Regions from separate parts of the Sus scrofa genome. Here region 2 is linked to region 1. Evidence: chromatin contacts called from public HiChIP or PLAC-seq data. All regions are on one chromosome and are shown on one strand. The core of a region is the stretch at or near the end of the contact, and the rest is flanking DNA. Distances in the headings are between cores, read along the strand shown.

Evidence for each region. HiChIP or PLAC-seq counts read pairs in DNA pulled down with a chosen protein or histone mark.
Region 2: a contact with region 1 is called in an H3K27ac HiChIP or PLAC-seq map of alveolar macrophages. The contact joins two enhancer-like sites. A contact is called at or near these places in 1 of 5 promoter capture datasets (fetal liver) and 1 of 2 datasets of contacts at active chromatin or transcription factors (alveolar macrophages).

The regions. Positions count from the first base shown.
Region 1 is chr8:946,856-949,555 of Sscrofa11.1, reverse strand. All of the region lies in intron 1 of NSD2 (histone-lysine N-methyltransferase NSD2), which reads right to left. Among named protein-coding and RNA genes, the nearest start is that of NSD2, 9.4 kb to the right of the region's middle. Within about 2 kb of position 1,420, at least 31 of the 83 cell types and tissues checked have an H3K27ac peak or open chromatin away from gene starts, as enhancers often do. A contact at or near this core is called in alveolar macrophages, where this site is marked.
Region 2 is chr8:1,427,295-1,429,994 of Sscrofa11.1, reverse strand. All of the region lies in intron 1 of FAM193A (protein FAM193A), which reads right to left. Among named protein-coding and RNA genes, the nearest start is that of FAM193A, 40 kb to the right of the region's middle. Within about 2 kb of position 1,389, at least 2 of the 83 cell types and tissues checked have an H3K27ac peak or open chromatin away from gene starts, as enhancers often do. A contact at or near this core is called in alveolar macrophages, where this site is marked.

The DNA.
Region 1 (2,700 bases), core at 171-2,670:
GTGCTGGAAACTCTCAAAGGTGGGGAGAGGTGAGACGGTACCAGGATCAGGGCACCAGATGAAGTACCAGCTCCGAGACCTCTGGCCACTAGCAGAGAAAAGAAGCTGTGATGGCTCCCAGGAGACAAGGGCAACCCCAAAGAGGGCACAGTCAAGAACAGGACCCGGCCCCCCGACACGCAGTGTGGGCCCTTCACACGCTGCGGTGCCCAGCTCCCCCGAGTCACCCTGGAGTCTCCAGAGGCAGACGTGTAAGTCAGGGCAGGGGCCCATCAACACTCACTCCATTTCTAATGCGCCACCTAGACACACACGTCTTCTACCTCAGAAGTTTATCGACCAACGAAAATGAACAGGGTCCCCTCCCAAGGAAGCTGAGCGGGTAACCACCTATGGGGTGTGCGCCCTCTACAGACGGGATCGAACTCACAACGGTCCCTAAAGCAGCCAGAGCAGCCTGGGGTCTGAGAAACGCGCACAGGCCTGGCCTCCGTGGCAGACACTGGACAAACAAGAACCACCAATGTTTTTTTCGAAGAAGTTATAAGCCGCTGAATTTTAAAGAAATAAACGTTTTAAATACAGACTTCAGACGCAACAGACAAGAACCCAATAAACTGTCAACATGCTACATAAAAGCAACTCATCTTCTACAAAGCAAGTAGGCGATTTCAGCTGCAGAAGAAAAGGGAGGAAAAGCGGACACTCTCGGTGTGACCCCTCCCTGCGCCCGGCAGGGCCGAGGAAGAGGAAGTTGCCTGAAGTCCGACTCCACCCAAGAGAAGAGCTCCAACCCAGGAGAAGCAGGGCCTCAGCACCACTCCGTGCCCAGCCACGTTCAGGCCGCGCAGCCCCCACGCCCGCTCTCGGACGTGGCCAGGAGGGGCCCCGTGCTGAACTGTCCTCGAGGGGTTGACAGCAAACAAGGGGCCAGAGAGCACAGACGCACAATTACAAGTGGACGGTCAAGGTGGGCTTCGCTGAGAAAAGCACTATTTGAGTGAAGGAGTCAATGAAATTTTAAAAATTCCTTTACAGGCTTTTCCCAGTTTCTGAACCCTGAAACTCAAGAAAGTGCAAATGCTTACAAAATATATACCGTCTGGACAGAGGATGGCGTGCCCACCTGTCTGATTTTGTCTGACAAAAAGCACAGGGGCCATCACTGCGGCCTCCCCCTTTGCAGTTTCCCAGCAGAGCCCTTCCCAGCTCGCCAGCCCTGCCCTCCTGTCCTCAGCCACCAGCTCAGCCAGGACCACACCCCAGGCTCCAGCAGACCTGGGGCAGCAGGAGGGCAGACACCAGGACCCTGGGCAGGGCTCTTCGGAGCAGATGGCTGGGCCCCAGCCCAGAGCTAAGACCCAGCAGGGCTGGCAGGTGCACTGCTAGGGTGTTCCCAGGTGACGGATGCTGCCAGTCTGGACACCGGACTTTGAGAGCCACCAGACCCGGTGCCATCCTGGCTCACAGTACATATCTGTGCACTTCCGTGAGACAGAAAAGGGGACGTGATAAAGCACACGTCTCTCAAAGCTTCCAGTCAAAAGCAACACGTCACTGCTCACTGTCCAAAGCAAATCACGTGGCCGCCCCAACGTCAAGGGGGCGGGGCCGTTCGGTCCCACACGGACCCACAGCCAGGACAGCCAGAGAGACTCCAAGCCCAAGAGCAGTTCCTCCTTCTCCCCGATGCTCCCATCACCACCTAGAGCCGACGCCGAGACAGGGGCTTCCCAAAGCCCACAGACCGCGCCTGCCCCCGCTGAAAGCCCTCCGGGATGAAAAGGACCTGGCCCTTGTTTTCACAAACAGATCCCTCAGCCGGGCTCCCGCCACAGCAGCCCTCTGCGGTCCCATCACGGGTGCCCACACAGGCTGGTCCCTCCAGATGCCCATGCCACCCTCTACCGAGCCCCGTCCGCCTTCTGCTCCAGCGTCCATCCCGCCGGGACAGCGTCCCAGACACCCACCCCCAGACAGGGACACCCCGCACATCTACCAGACGCGCCCAGTCTGCCTTCAAGGCCGGCTCTCCTCCTTGTGCCCTGTCTCCGCAGCACCACCACCCAGGCTGGGCCTGATCCAGCCACACCCGTGCCCCTCCCTCACCACTCTCGAGTGGGAGGCAAGTCCCAGGTGGTGAGGCACCTCTCTGACCAAGTCTATACGCATTTCTATCAGGTATAAATTCTTTTGTTTGTTTGTTTGTTTTTAGGGCCGCTCCCCTGGCACATGTAGGTTCCCAGGCTAGGGGTCGAATCGGAGCTATAGCCTCTGGCCTACACCAGAGCCACAGCCACGTGGGATCCGAGCCACGTCTGCAACCTATACCACAGCTCAGGGCGATGCCGGATAGCTAGAAGGTATACATTTTTAAACGAGAAGTTCCCGTTGTGGCTCAGTGGTTAACGAATCCGACTAGGAACCATGAGGGTGCAGGTTCGATCCCTGCCCTTGCTCAGTGGGTTAAGGATCCGGCGTTGCCGTGAGCTGTGATGTAAGTCGCAGACACGGCTTGGATCCTGCGTGGCTGTGGCTCTGGCTTGGGCCAGGGGCGATAGCTCCGATTCGACCCCTCGCCTGGGAACCTCCATATGCCGCGGGAGCGGCCCAAGAAATAGCAAAAAGACCAAGAAAAAAAACCCATTTTTAAACGAAACCAAACCACTACGTCAGCTAAAAAAGAGTAAGAAGCATTCC
Region 2 (2,700 bases), core at 140-2,639, 480 kb before region 1:
CTCAACAATGCACCCACATTCAAAGAGTCAGAAAATACTTCAGGTCTCTGCATTCAAGCTCCAAGTGGCAAAAGAGAAACGTACCTGGAATTTATTAATAGCAGCATATCACATAGTTAAAAGACTCGCAGTTCTGGAAATACGTATTTCTTACATTTCTTTTCACCACTCTTTAAACTAGGACTAACGCAGTCAAGTGAAAAACTGTTATCAGAATTCGACTAACCTCTCAGTGTGCATCCCCTTATAAACCTGAAGATATCTGACAATCGCAGTAACTGGTCATTCTGTGTAGGATTTATCAGTCTTTATCTATTTTTTACTTATTTATTTAGGGCTGCACCTGTGGTATATGGAGGTTCCCAGGCTGGGGTTGAATTGGAGCTGTAGCCTCTGGCCCACACCACGGTCACAGCAACGCCAGATCCGAGCCGCATCTGTGACCTATACCACAGCTCACAGCAGCTCTGGATCCTTAACCCACTGAGCGAGGCCAGGGAGCAAACCTATGTCCTCATGGATGCTAATCAGATTCGTTCCTGCTGCGCTAGGCCAGGAGCTCCGGATTTAACAGTCTTTATAGCAATCTCCAGAAATCATCAGAGGGGAGAGGCTGGGAAAGGCTTCTAGGCAGAGATCCCACATGGACCTGCTGCATTTGAAAACTGGATGCAATTCCAAGGCAGCCATTCACAGAGCTGTGAGCCCCACGTCAGCAGCATGGCTCTGCTCACACGAGCAGAGGCGCCTTCTATCCACCCACGCCCAGTCGAACCAAGGATATGGATATACCCCTGGCCTTGCTCAGTGGGTTAAGAATCTGGTGCTGCCGTGAGCTATGGTGTAGGCTGCAGATGTGGCTAAGATTTGGCACTGCTGTGGCTGTGGTGCAGGCTGGCAGCCGCAGCTCAGGTTTGACCCCTAGCTCCAGGAACTTCCATAAACCACAGGTGTGGCCCTACAACGAGAAAAGGAAAAACAGAAAAAAGCCTGCATACAGATGTTTGTAACAATATTACTCATAGTTGTCAGAACTTGGAAGCCAAACTCTCCTTCGGAAGGTGAATGGATAAACCGTGGCCCCTCTAGTCAACAGAAACAAAGCAACGTTTAATGCACGTTACTGCTACTGCGTGAAAAGGCCACATACTGTAGGGCTGATTCTTATACATGACCCTCGAGAAAAGGCAAACCACAGAGACAGCAAGAAGATCTGGGGTTGCCGGGGCTGGGGTAGGGAGGGTGCATGGGCAGAGCACAGAGGATTTTAAGGGCAGTGACACAACTCAGAGTGACACGGTAATGATGGACACGGCATGACCTACTCGCCCAAACCCACAGAATGCATAACACGAAGAGTGAACCCCGACGGAAATTACGAATTTGAGCGATGACAGTGACAAGCCACGGGGAGGCTGACAACGTGGGAGGCTGTGCATGTGTAAGGCTGCAAGGGAACCTTCTACACTTCCTGCTCTATTTCTCTGGGAACCTAAAACTGCCATTAAAAAAAAAAAAAAAAAATAGGGAGTTCCTGTTGTGACTCAGCAGAAACGAATCTGACTAGTATCCATGAGGATGCAGGTTCGGTCCCTGGTCTCGCTCTGTGGGTTAAGGATCCGGCGTTGCTGTGGCTGTGGTGTAGGTGGTCAGCTAGAGCTCTGATCTGACCCCTCGCCTGGGAAACTACATAAGCCAGGGGTACGGCCCTGAAAAGACAATAAACAAACAAGCAAAGGAGTTCCTGCCATGGCTCAGTGGAAACAAATCCGACCAGTATCCATGAGGATGCGGGTTCGAGCCCTGGCCTCACTTAGTGGGTCGGGGATCTGGCGTTTCCGTGAGCTGTGGTGTAGGTCCCAGACACGGCTCAGATCTGGCATTGCTGTGGCTGTGGTGTAGGCCGGCAGCTTCAGCTCCAATTCGACCCCTAGACTGGGAACTTCCATTTCCCGTGGTTCAGCCCTAAAAAGACAAAAAGGACAAAAAAATAAAAAAAATAAGGTCTATTAAATATCCCCCCAAAAAAAACCCACAGGAGAATTCTTATTAATATTATTTTATTTAACTCAAGGTACCCACAATATTACCCAACCAAAGGTAACCAATGTAAACTACTAGCGAGCTATTCCAGACTCTTTCTGACCCTGGTCTTCAGCCTGTGGAGTATAATTCCCACCTGAATGCATGTCTCGGGGCCCGTGGTGCCCCCGTGCTGAAGGTCAGGCCCATGCTCACTCTGCACCCCTCTTGCCGCAGGGCTCCTGCCCGCCAGCGCCCCAGCATCATGCCGGACTCCAGCCAGTGGACGGAGGGACAGGGGCTCACCGTCTCCTCGAGACTCTCTCTTCCACAGCCTCCGGGCACCAGACCCTCTGGGGGTTCTGAGAACCCTGAGAAAGACAGCACCGGGGCCTCTCCCAGCCAGGGCTCCCTGCCCCGCAGGCACTCTCCCTCCCTCCCTGGCAGCTCTCAAGGGAGCAGAGGCTAAGTGTGACCAGCAATCCCACTCCTGGGTATTTATTTGAAGAAAATGAAAACACTAACTCAAAAACCTGCCCCTTTCTTTCCTGCCAGGGCTTCGGTTTCTCTTTGGGGCTTTCAAAAGTAGGCTTCACTCACACCAGTCAGAACGGCCATCATTAGTGAGTCTACAAATAACACATGCTGGAGGGGGTGTGGAGAAGCGGGAACCCTCCT